Linked DNA regions of Gasterosteus aculeatus: region 1 is linked to region 2. The links are chromatin contacts, called in public Hi-C maps. All regions are on one chromosome and are shown on one strand. Each heading gives the region's core, a stretch centred on a gene start, on an enhancer-like site or on the middle of the called end of the contact. The rest is flanking DNA. Distances are from core to core; before and after follow the strand shown.

Region 1 (6,195 bases), core at 3,474-5,973, 40 kb after region 2:
AATATGTGTTCTGTGTGTGGTGGTCGCTGAATGAACGCGTGAGTGAGAGAGATCTGTTGGATCGGGCCACTGGACTAACTCGTACAAAATCCTGTACATCCACACCTACGGGCGATTTGGAGATTCCACTTGACCTCATCCTGTGCACTCGAGGAAAGCACACACACAGGGAGAGGATCCGATATCCACACGGAAATATGAAGAACGCCAACCACTGAGTCGCCCTGTTCACCCCGGGGAATATTCTGTGCATTGGAAATGTTCTGTATGCTTTTGCTAATTGGTGCTTTTTTCAAAAATCAAGTAACAATATCTTGAATAGACAGTTACCAAAGCCGGGTGTTGGACCACTTATAGCAGCTTACGTTCACTAAAGCAGCCTTTCCACGCTTGTTATATTTCTATTAAATTTAAGATATCTCTTTTGGCAGCAGTAACTAAATGAAACAAGTCCGCTCACAGACTCCATTTCAGACTTTAAACGGCAACGTGGGTTCTCGATGACCTTTGAACTTCGAGTGACTTTAGAGAACTCGTCCTGGCTCGTATTACTTGTTTCTCTCCAATAGGGATTGGAAGTTTCCTACGATTTCACAGCGCAATGACGAGGGGCGTCCCGGGAGTGAGGGATGGAGGGAGGCTTCACCAAAGCGAAAAGGTCATCCTCACACAGAGGCCAGCGGCTATTGACGGGAGGTTAGGCTCCTTTTAAATAGATCAAACAGGCTTAAGCAGTGTAAAAACAATCCAGACATTTCGGTGGAAATGAATCAGCGGCCGACGATCTGAAGATGTTGTCGCTCTCTTTCGACACCTGTATTTATATCCCGGCCACGTGAAAAACTCTGACGTGACAGCTGTCGTCCAAAGCGCATCATGAATTATCGCGTCACAAACGCGGCCTCGTGTCTCTCTCGAATTTGCATTGAAGAGGCAGCTGGGGGGAGAGGGGGGGAGTGCTTCCAACACGCATGTCAAAGGCTGTGCTGAGGAAGGATTAGTGCTCATTTCAGGATGGAAGCACCCAGAGTTTGAGTTAATGAGCCCGATTAGTCCCCGGCGAGTGTTCGGAGGATTAGCACACTGTCCACCGAGGGGAACCTTTCGCATGTTAAGGCCCGAGGAGGAGAAACGGAAAGAGAGAGAGAGACTACATGCTACAAAGTGGATGAGAGGATGAAAGATGAGAGGGACAATGGGAGAGATGGGAGCGACGGGTGAAATCATGAGCCTTCCCGAGGGGCTCGAGGCACTCGGAGAACGTGGCCCGAGAGCGACGGAGAGCGCCCGTAACCACGGCAGTTTGGAGAAAACGGAGCCGGACAGCATTTCTCTACGCTCTTCAGCACTAAAACATTTTTTCGGAAGGTTTATTGTGAAACACACACACACAGACACACACACAAACACACCCTCCCCCAACACATTGATGCGCACACGCGGTCGTCTTTGACAAAGGTACTTGTAGAGAAGCATTTCCTGAGGCGGTTCTTCGTACTTCCTGTCACGGTCGCTGTTACTGACGAGCACATGTCGAGACCGGGTGTGTGCGCTGAATGCATGTGTGTTAGCAGCTTTGTGTGTGTGCGTTGGTGGGTGTGGGTGTGTGCATTTAGGTAAGCCGCACAAGTCAGCAGCATTGTGTTTCGCACCAGCAATGGCACACAAAAGCAAAGACATGAAGCACACTTCATGTCTTTGCTTTGTTTGAATGTCAAAATAAAGCAACAATTTGGATTTAAAGTAAACTGAACAAACGATTCCTTTCAGAGAAGAAAATGTTTAAAATTGTAACAGAAAATAAAATGTGCGTTATGAAGAGATATAACGAATAAAAATAATAGAGGCCAAAGCCTGGTAAACAAACAAGGCACGCAAGGAGGATGATGATGATTCCTAAATCAAATCCACGAATAAATCAGATTGATCTTGTCCCTGGGATTCTAAATAAATCACACTTTATATTACGGCGGTGTGACGTAACAGCGGAGGCAAATAAAATGTAGTCTGAAAAGAAGAGCGACCTTACTGACGGACCCTTGAAGGTCCCCAAACCTCACTTTGGGAACCGCCACGTTGTGCTGCCTCCACGCTCCGCTGAGGCTGCATGACGGAGGGAAAAGAACGAAGGAAAAAACAACTCCACCACCGCTTATTAAGAGACTGAGGATAGCGTCACTCCAAACAGGGTTTTCTTTTGTTTTGTTTGTGTGTGTGCGCGTGTGTGTGTGCGTGCGTGCGAGTGCACGCGCATCTACGCCGCACAACCCCTTCACAGGCCGTCCCTGTCCAGATCCATCAAACTGTGAACTGAACCTGATTACATGCAACAAGCTTCCCATCATTTCCAATCGAGCTACACCGAGGGCGTCACAATGGTTAATTGCACGCCGATTGGCAAATGGCAACCTGTGTGTCACAATCCTGATGACAGCTTCACTGTGGAAGGGCGCATGGCGTCGGCCAGCTGACCCATGACCAGGAATTTAACCCCGGCCTCTTATACTCCAAACAAATGAGCACCGGAGCTCAAAAGCAGAGCTCCGCTTTGATCTCCCGCCTGCTTTATAACCCCATGCATTTGTCATTTTTTGTATTCCAGATATTTCTGACAAACCATGTTGTGTTACTATTTGAGTCCATTTCTCACACACACACGCTTTTCTGCAACCGGTTCGCAGAAGCTGCTTAGACATGCTGCATTTTATATTTGACTTTTTTTTTTTGAGAGAGAGAACAATAATCCACGTTTGCTGCCGTCTGGAAAACAAAAGAAAATGACGGAGCTCGGTCCACATGACAGAGAACCAGCTACTGGCCCGATGAGCCACCTCCAGTTAGTAGGGCAGGACTGACAAAGGGATTAGTGATGCAATCATCCAAACGATGAAGGCCGCACACACACCCAGAAACACACGCCGTGGCAGTCATCCCTATGAAGATGACGACACTGTGGACACATTGGGCATCTTTACGTGCGCTGGTGTTGTAGCTGCAGGTGTAAACACGCATTATAGTCCTTTTTGTTTGCAAACTCCAAACGAGGAGTTCAGTCCTTTGGCCATTAAACTCCAGCAAACAGCTTTTAGTTGTCAGAGGCGCATTTTCTAGTGAGGAAAGGGCACTTTGTGCAGCGATGGAATCGCTGGTCCCCACCGGGAGAAAGCTCCCGGCCTCCTTCCATCCCGTGTTTGAACTACCCGAGGGGGAGAGTCCACTGCACGGCTCATTTAGTGAAAAGTTCCAGGCGAGGGATTTGAATGTGAGAATTGCTGTTTGAACAGGAGTTAAATGCACACACTGACCGGTAATAATATTTAGCCGACATATTATCCCCCGTGGCGATACCACATCAGAGGTGCAACAATCTGTGGTGTAATCCATCGATTTGCATTAGATCAACCAGAAACTGTAACCTCTCAGCATTTTGGTGAAGTCACGGTTGCTCAGCTAACTCCGTCCATTATAATCTCTACTCCGGTGCTCCACAACAACCAGATAAACCGACGATGACATGTGCACCGCCATAAAACTCTCAAAGGCCACTGTGCCAAACAGACGTTAATCACCCGATCCAACAGACAGCAGTCCAAAGGAATATTGTTGGTAACCGAGAGAAAATATTCAGCGCTGTGAGCAAAAGATGATTATATTCAAGCGTGTTTTAGTGTGGAGTGACAGACTAAAGCCACGCTGTGCTTGATTGTTTTCACGATACGTCTCAGAGGTCAGTGGCAAGATGTCCAGCGGTGTGCCAGCTGCAAGAAGGACCATTTCTATTGTTCAAAATGTATAGTCTCTTGTGGTTACTTTTGACAACCACACTGCCTCCAAAACGAGAAGGTAGACACACTCTGGGAGGTTCTAGTCCTGCTAAGTCCATGAGCATGATGTTCCAGGAAGATATGATCGAGATTAACAAGTTACATTTGGCTTTTTAGACAGACACGCAGAGCAGCACTTTGGCATTGCTGTCATAGTTTAATAAATATATATATATATATATATATATATATATATATATATATATATATATATGAGAGAGTTTGGCTCAGAGCAATTCTCTGACAAAAGACCCAACGAGAAACATGACTTCTAGTTGTATTTGTGTGTATGTGGTTTTCACTGCAGAGGCAGCGTGTAAACGCACCGCATCTCAGAATGGATGCAATGAACACCAACGTTCTTTCACGTGTTTTTGTTCTGCTCAATCAGGTAGAAGCTAGTTTAGTCTCGTCAAATCATGAAATAACGTCACACGGAGTCAAGTCAAATCGAGTTGAGACGATTGAAAAGCCACTGATGAACTTTGAAGTGGACTGAGAGCAGCCGGGTAAAAGGACAACTGTGGATTTTCTTTTTTTACTCCGAAATCCAAAAGGCACACAGCAGGAAAAAAAAAACGAAATTTCTTGACAGCGGTAAAAACCGCTGGGCAGACAAACCCGTCTTTTCTTTTTGTTATAAGCGAAGCAACAATTAATTTCCTTCAGCGTTTTGGGTTTCATCTTCCAAGCCATAAGCGGGCGACCTTTCCTTCCCGTTAAACAAAGTTGTAGTGCTTACCTGAGAGATTAAACGTCCCGTGGAAAAACAAAAACAAAAAAAACGAATCTGCATAAAAAGCACCGGTAGGTACAGACAAGGAGCGCGTGCTGAGGTCCGCGCGCTGCCGCTGCTGCCGCTCCGGGTGAAGAAGCCCCTCCCACTCCCCCGCCTCCCCGTCCCCTTTTATTTCCCTGCAACACTTTCCACACGCACAGCTTCCATTCAACCAGAACGACTCCAGCCGCAGTTTAATGGTACAGCTTTTTTTTTATTGCATGACTTGTAGCAGCTGCAGATAAACAACGTTTTTCCGGTGGGTACAGTGAGGGGTCGAAGGGTCTGAAGCCCCCCCGCAGTTAACAGAGATGGTCAGTGGACATTCAAATGGCACGGTTTTTTTTTTTTTACCTTCCTCCGTCTACCACAAAGACCCGCGGTCACAAACTGCATTTACAACCTGCGAACTGTGACGCTTAGAGGGGGGAGAAGCGGGGCGTCAGGTGTACTCGGCCTTCAGTTAGTGCGTGGACTTCATCAGGTGTGCTTTCGCCGTCCTCGCACGGAAGACTGAGGGCGCTCAGAGGTCAGCGGGTCGGTCCGTGGCTGCGGGCCTCAATGTGGGGAAATAAGAGCGATCAGGAAAGATGGTGGTTATTGCTGGCTACTTTGTATTGTAGTAGAGAGGATTGTGGTGTGCTTTGGTGTGGGTCTCTCTCGAGCAAGCACTCGAAAGGTTTTTTGTTGTTTTTTTTACTTCTATGTGTAGCTGCTCATCAAGTCCAAATTTCGGAATGATCGATGACAAAAACATCGCAGAGATGAAACTTCCAAATGCAGTATATTCAAGCCCAAACTCTGTGGGTTCGGACTGAGAGCAATGACTCCATCTAGCGGTTAGTGGTTGTACTGCAACGATAGAGGGGAGGTTGACATATTTAACAAGTGTTTGTTTCTATGAGTTTATAAAACAATAAAAAAAAAAATTCAGCTCCCTTTTAAGGTAAGGAGACCAGCCACATATTAAAACAATTTCGCACTGTAGGACTTGTAAAATGGTCTCAAAGTAACTTGGTCACTCAACGGTCACTGAAAAAAAACAAAAAAAAAAACAACCCAATGAAATAACACAAGGTGATAATTGTACTGTACCTGAAAATAACTGTTTGCACCAGACCCTTCTCGCAATATATGCAGCTTCAAATATAGGACTCAAAGATATGGGCTCTAATGTTAATTTTATATGTATCCATATTATGCTCATAATTAATAAAAAAATAAATACATTTAACAAATACAAATTATTTTGCAGTGGGTAAATTACCAAAGTAACTGATCATCACCCACAGTTGTATTGTTAACACATTTCTTTTTCAAGTGTAGGATTTCTCGATAAAACCAATAAGCCCCCCCTTCCCCAACCTCCCCGTATTAATTTAAACCTCCTAAAGTCCCTAAACTGGTGTGGCTGTGCTATTGAGCTGGGTGGGATTAGACTCCATCCAGTCGTCTATTAGGGCTCGCTGGAGGCTAGACGTTAACACTGTGGCGCACACAGAGAGCAACCGGAAGTAAAAGTAGATGCTGATGATTATGTTGGCAATGGGACCCCCGGACCAGCTCTTGGCTTAGGCCAAGAAAAGCTGAGGG
Region 2 (7,006 bases), core at 2,934-5,433:
TTCTCCGCAGGAAAGATCCCAGTGCTTTCTTCTCGTTTCCGGTGACGGACCTCATTGCACCCGGCTACTCTTTGGTAATCAGACAGCCGATGGACTTCAGTACGATAAAGGAGAAAGTAAAGAATGATTACTACCAGTCGTTGGACGAACTCAAGGTATGTGTCTGTTGGTATGGTTGTTGCATCCCAAGTAGGGCCACACAACAGGATAAATAATGTTATATCAACTTTGAAGTTTTCAGGATGTCAGCATTCGCAGATTAGCTGTGCCGCATTTAGACGGCTATAACTTATTTCAAAGTGTAAGATACTTATATGAATTTAACATTTTGTTTAGCGGGACTTGTGGATCTGGGCTGGCTGTAGGCAGATAACCGATTTTAAAGGCCAAAAAAATGCCTTAAAACAGCTTTCACGTGGGAGATATTGATCACGTTGGATCAGTGTCAAACTAAGAGAATCTGTGCAGATTTTAAAAGTAAATTACCAAAAAGTAGTTCAATGTTTTCCCTTGTAACCACTAGCGTGGGCCAATGCCTAATGTTTGTTGTGTTGAGGGTAATACACTCTTCAATGCAATGTCATTCACAGGAGGTGTCTTTTTGTTGCGTGCTTGACATGTTGTGCGTTGATGCAGGGCGATTTCAGGACTATGTGCGAAAACGCCATGATTTACAACAAACCTGAGACGATTTACCACAAAGCAGCAAGGAAACTGTTACACTCCGGAATGAAGATCTTGAACCAGGTATGAAACTTGTTGGTCATTCAGACCATTACATACAGTGAAGTTGTCGACAGGTTGCGTTATAAAAAACAAGAATAATCTTGTTTTACAGTACCTTCTTGGTTTGATGCTTGAAGTGTTTTCAAACTCTTGTTAGTTTAGAGTCATGATTAGTTTACCTTATTATCTGTGGGGAAAGTGACAGTGACAGTGAAAGTCTCAAAGTAAAAAGAAGAGTTCTCTACTTCTCTAAACCCAGATGGTGTCTACTGCACCACACATTTAAACCATCGTCCACACAGGAAGATTTCTTTGATAGTTGCTGCAGTGACTAAGTTAAGCTACATTGCTGTTTCTATAAAGCACCAGATGGGGGCAGCAGATCACCTCCAGTTGTAGCAGTAGTACAACCAACAGGTTTATCCAGCCATTCTCTCATCTGATCCCATGGGAGCAAAAAAAAAATCGAAATTTGAAGATGTCTATCCAACAGGAAAGACTGGAGAGCCTGAAGCAGAGCATAGACTTCATGTCTGGCCTCGACCCTTCGGCCACGCTGCCGGGAAAGGCTGAGGAGCACGGGGGCACCGGCCTGGACCAGAAAGGAGAAGGAGCCTCGACCACAGGCGCCAGCGAGCGATCCCAGACACCCAGCACACCCAGGTCCTTTAAATTCATGTTTGTTAAAGTCACAGTATATGCCACTTTGGCTTAGCTGCTCCTAAGCTAGGAGTGGCCCAAGTTCAACACGAGGGAGAAATTATATTCATTGGTTCACTACTTGAATCCCCTGAATGTTGATATTTTAGCCTCTTTTGAAGTTGACTTAAGCTGGATGACGCAATTATCTCTTAAACTGCCTCAAACTACAACTTTCAGCTGTCCTTTTCAAGCTGAAATCCGTTTTACGGGAGGGTGGGGGGAACGGGGGGGTTGGATGGCGCTACAACAGGAGACACTAGGAAACGTGTCAATACAGGTTTTTTGATCTCATGGAACCCGTCGTCTGAACTGAACGCAGTTGGTTTTGTATCTGATTTGCATCTTAAGGGAAATGACTTCTTTTCACCGCTGGAGGTTGAGAATGTGAAGAATGCCTCTCAGCTTGCTGGGTCTCGTTCTCTCTCTAGGCGTTGCATCTTTCAAATGTGTGTTTTTGTGCCCAGTGCTGAAACCGCACCATTGCATTTAAGGCCGGTGTGTGCTTTTTAATGTATCCACGCTTTACCATCAGTATTACAGCAGGTTACATTTAGTTTCAAATGTTAATGACGTCCGTCAGCAAAGCGCTTCCTGCTGTATTGTCTGAGGAATGAAAGCAGAATGTAGGCGTTTAATTAACAGACGCACTTGCACAGATTTTGTTCCCGCAGTATTTTGCTGCAGTGTGAATGTTTTTTTTTTTTCTTCATTTTTCTTTTTGCAGCAGTAAAAACCTTTTCATTCAGGCGCAACGTGTCTCAGCTGTCTCGTCTTTCAATTCAAGTCCTTCATTTGCAGACAGGAAAAGGACTCCAAGGACGAGGCGGCCAAAGTAGAGAAAGAGCTTCAGGAAATACGCAAGGTCATCGCGGAGTCTGGAGGAAAGCTGTCCAACCGAGTGCTGCAGTGCGATGTGAGGAAGCAGGTTTATAAAAAAATCCCAAATCCACTTCTTACAAAATAACGACATTAAGAAAAGTAGCCAACGTTAGAGCCCCCAGTCAAGATAATATTCATACTTCTCTATCAGCCTACTGGGACATTGTTTTTTCAGACGTTCTGGTCATGGTGGTTGGTTAGTGATGGTTCAAAGATTTGTCTAATGCCCGACAAAAGTTCAACCACATAAAATCTTTTCCTGAAAGTGTTTTTTTAAAGGTGTTTTCTGCCATTGAGCCCTGTCATGTCTTTGTTTAGTTGCAGTTTGCAAGGCAAAAGCCTGATGGCTCCACCACTATGGCAGTTCTCAACCCGGCAGATCCATCAGCAGGAGGTGGGTCCATCTTGACTCACGATTGAGTGCAAACAATGTCCCAATGTGTGGACAAAAAAAGCGATCCGTAGACATCAACTTGGACATGTTTTTCAGATGCTTAGTTGGTAAGATGTCTGGGTGTTCTCTGTTACAGAGGCCGGTTACTGTCCTGTGAAACTGGGCATGATGTCCAATCGGCTGCAGAGCGGCGTGAACAGCCTGCAGGGCTTCCGGGAGGATAAACGGAACAGGATCACTCCAGGTAATACTTCTGTAACTGCTCACGGCTGATTTCAGACCCCTAGAACCCGACCGAGGAGATAACGAGCAACCCTCTCCGCAGTGTCCTACGTCAACTACGGGCCGTTCACCTCCTACGCGCCCACCTACGACTCCAGCTTCGCCAACGTCGGCAAGGAGGACTCCGACCTCGTCTACTCGCTCTACGGCGACGAGTCCGAGTCCTCGGGCTCCGACAGGTACGCGCAGCAGCAGCACCACGGCGAGCACGCTCCAGCTCCGAGGCATTCTCACTGAACGCCAACCCCGACACATTCCTTGCGGGTTACTTTCCGGAATCCTCTTATTTATTTCTCACTCTGGAGGAAGCTCAGCTTTCTGTGCTGTATGCAGCCGTCCTGCCAGTGTGCAGGCGGAGGATCAGTCGACTTCTTGTAGCTCTCGGCTAAGACTGTTTTTGACCTCTGAAGCAACAGCCGTACATGTTTTTCTCTGTGTGTTTGGCAGCTTATCAAAGTTCCTCGCCAAATCGGACGAGTACATGTACAAACTGGCGGACAACGTCCTGGATGCACTGACGAACGGCGAGCATTCAAAAGGCCTGAAGGAAGCTGAACCGGTAAGCGCCTCATGTGGTCCCTCAAACTGATGGCTGGCTTTCTTTATCTCTGGAGTTAAGAGGACGGGAATTCAGGGGTATCAATTGACCGAACGAGTTGTGCTCTGGTTTTCCAGCAGGTGGAGGAGGACACGAATACACGAGAGGACTCGGATGACATGGAGGTGAGAGTCGACACCTGGATCAACACCTCTCCCCCCCCCCCCCCCCTCCCCGAGTGATAAGCAGCGAGTGGGTGGAAATAAGCATCAAGTTCACGGAGATAAACATCCACCATCGTCCTCGCTGGACGGGATGTCCGGAGGAGCAGCGCGCGTTACCCACAATACTCTGTTTCATCTTGTTATCACGATGGCCTCTGCAGACTGATGCTACGTCAAACCAGCTGTGTCAACATCGCAGGGGCCAGCCTTCAGCTGTGCGCCATCCACACATGGAAAGAACGCCGCCCCTCCTCCCCCCCCTCAAAACACAGCGGTGCTACTCACGCAAGGCCCGCTGTCAAAGAATTTGGAGAGGCCCGTGTTTTCTTACTGTGCCCGCTGGCTGCGCGGCTGAATCGCTCCTCAGAGCAGAGGAGGAAAGCAGAGTACAGGCACACAGCGGGCCTCTGTCCTGGCTGTTTGCTGCTCTTGGCCGCTCTCCAGCACAACTCTCATCCCCCTGCGCTGGCGGGGGGGGTTTATCCGCAGCTTTTTCATTAGGTTTGATTTAAGTGCAGCGAAGAAGCAGCGCGACTAAAGAGGCTCCAAAAGGCCAACGTGTTCCCTTGAAGCGTCGGCCGTCTAGTGTGGAATCCTTTCCTCCTTCCTGACTAAACACGTCTCCCCCCCCCCCCCCCCCTGTCTCTCGTAGGTAGCGAAGCCTGAAGCGTCCAGCTGCAACAGGCTCGACCTCCTGCTCTGTGCTGCGAGACCGCAGACGGCTGAGGAGCTCTCTGGGGGTAAAACGTCTTTCTCTATGCTGCAACTGACAGATATTCATTTTCAGACTGGTCTTTATTCTACGTTGGGGTGTCTTCCAGGTTAAACAATTTAACATTTAGCAGATTTGTGTACTAACCATTTACACAGAAAATATCTAGTTCACAGTTTTGCCCAGGCAACAGTTCAAAACTTCAGTTAAGAATTAAATGAGATATGGTTTGGAACAATCGGGTAAATCTTGACATTTGCACACAACAAATGGCTCGTAGCTTTTTAAGAATCACAATGAAAACCAGGAAACTGTTCTTTTGGTGCGTCGTATTTATAATGAATCTGTAACTGCAAGAACTTGCCTCGTGACAGATCACACATGTGATGATCTGTCAAGCAGGACACAGAGTTGTGAACCTGCCTAATGCGCGTTCAGAGGAACATGGGAACAAAGCCTTTTGCCAATGAGGTCAATGGAAAAAAAGAAAGCAGCCTTCACCTCAGGCAGTTCGACGAGCCCATTTCGTATTCCATTATGCATCCTCTCAAAGCTGACCAACGACCCGCTAAAGTTTGTGCCCTCCCCCCCCTCGTGGACTCGAGACGGGCAGGTCCACATTGGGACACAGGAAGAATAGATGTTTTGTGTTCAACCAAGGAACTCTGAAGCTACCGCGAGGTAACCGGAGGAAGCACTAACGGTATGTTTGTGGACCCCCCCTCCCCCTCCCCCCGATCTGTCACAGAGGCCCTGCTCTTCCAGAGGAAATTGGACGAGACGACAAAGCTCCTGCGGGACTTGCAGGAGGCACAGAAGGAGCGGCTGAGCGCTAAGCAGGCCCCCAACATGATCTGCTTGCTGGCACCAACCGCCAAGGAGCTGGAGCTGGGTAAGAGCCCCCCACCTCCCGCCCCCTGGTTCCAGGCGTTATGCTAAGCTATGCTAACAGCAGCTGGTGGTAGATTCATATCTCTTGTGCAGACATAAAGAATGGTGTCAATCTTCTTATAATGTTCGGTGCTTAAACACAACACAGAGCTTCCTGTGCAAATAACACACTGTGAAATAGAGACTTAAACCGGAGCGAATGTCTCGGTGACGTTTTCCTTTGGGCTCCTCCTGTGTCTGCAGCGGAGAAGGTGACTGGGAACTTGGCCGAGTTGACGGGTCAGGTGGCCCCGTGTGACGTCAGCAGTGTCTATGGCATCAGGAAGGCAATGGGCATCGCTGCTCCTCCAGAGCCCCCGGGGCCCTTCATTGACCTCACCACAGGTAAATACCGACCTGTACCTGGTATCTACTTTTATAGCACATTGCTGAAGAATTCCCCTTAATAATACGCTGCTGCTGGAGATAGAGCCAACTACTTCCATTTCCTTTTTAATGTTATCTTGCTGGACATACCAAGCGTTGATAAGGTTTCCCTTTGAGCTCTGAGAACTAATCAGATTTAAACAAACGGTGCAATCAATCGACTAATCTTGGTGATCTCTGTACTTTTACTAAAAGATCGGAGGACATCCTCTGCCACTGAATAACATTTATTTTTAGTAGTAAAATGTGAACTTAACCGTACAAATACAGCAGTGTCAACGAGAACTCGGCATCCAATATACATTTCAATGTTTACAGTCCAGGAGGCGGCTGAACCCATGGAGTCCTCGTCCGGGTGTCAAGATCCAGCTCCAGTCATCACTGTATGATGAAATATCTTACCACCTTTACAGTTTCATAAGTTAAGTTTTTTTGTATGAACGGTGCTTTTTGTGTGACCTTTGTAAGCATTTCAGTCATTAAACCTCTTTTTTTATATAAACCTCGGCTCTTGGTAAACATCTTGTGACAAACTGCAGACATAGGAAAACATTTATTACATTCTGTAGCTGTACAAAACTCAACGTCACATTTGTTCACATAAAGGCCATAACGTATTTATAGTTATTATCTAACTGCAATTACAAACAAAGTGACAGTTTTAAAAGGTAAGGCCACGAGATGAATAGAGTTTCAGAGACTTCACACCCGGGCAGAGTCCAGACGTCTCCCTCATCGCAGCACTTATGCAGACAAGCAGAATATTGACTCCGACGACAGGACGTACATACAGCACATTGTGTACTTTTCAGCGGCTATCTTGTCATACAAGTAAAATCAAAACACTACACCGCCGGATCCAAGATCACACGAAGAGCAAATGTGTGGATCCGGTCACTTTTAATTGGTCAGAGAGTGAAACTACTTCTGCTGATGATGTGACGACGTCCCGGAGAGTTTTTATGTGTATTTACGTTTGTCCTCTGTACAGCCTGCTTCTGTTATTGAGTCCGCCTCACATAAGTCCTGCTCATTACACAGTAACAGAGCAGTGTGTCCATCCGCTCTGAAAACAGGAAATCCAGATGGGTTTCACATTCTGACCCCAACAGAATCCATTGTTTTGTGTTTAAAGGACCAGAGAGATATTCAAAAAAAAATGACACAGCTGTATTTGGCATTAGTACAATACACTTGTTTTTCCTCTATCGCAAACAACATCTAAAGTTAAA

Evidence for each region. Hi-C and Micro-C count contacts between places; a contact is called where the count stands out from the background.
Region 1: a contact with region 2 is called in a Hi-C map of tail fin, with 3 times the contacts expected there. The contact joins the promoter of adcy7 here to the enhancer-like site in region 2. A contact is called at or near these places in 3 of 6 Hi-C or Micro-C datasets (skeletal muscle, tail fin and whole body).

What each region holds. Positions count from the first base shown.
Region 1 is chr12:19,600,617-19,606,811 of fGasAcu3.hap1.1, forward strand. It overlaps adcy7 (adenylate cyclase 7), which reads right to left and starts at 4,724. Exons shown (of 26, transcript XM_040167152.2): 1 at 4,567-4,724. It overlaps tent4b (terminal nucleotidyltransferase 4B), which reads right to left. Exons shown (of 12, transcript XM_040167166.2): 12 at 4,796-6,195.
Region 2 is chr12:19,561,023-19,568,028 of fGasAcu3.hap1.1, forward strand. brd7 (bromodomain containing 7) reads left to right here. Exons shown (of 17, transcript XM_078085558.1): 5 at 11-155; 6 at 637-747; 7 at 1,220-1,389; 8 at 2,227-2,353; 9 at 2,626-2,701; 10 at 2,838-2,945; 11 at 3,027-3,162; 12 at 3,431-3,542; 13 at 3,659-3,706; 14 at 4,398-4,485; 15 at 5,206-5,349; 16 at 5,592-5,732; 17 at 6,093-6,276. The coding sequence ends at 6,163. adcy7 (adenylate cyclase 7) reads right to left here. Exons shown (of 26, transcript XM_040167152.2): 26 at 5,986-7,006. Among protein-coding and RNA genes, the nearest start is that of LOC120811638, 4.7 kb to the left of the region's middle. Within about 2 kb of position 4,184, at least 5 of the 9 cell types and tissues checked have open chromatin away from gene starts, as enhancers often do.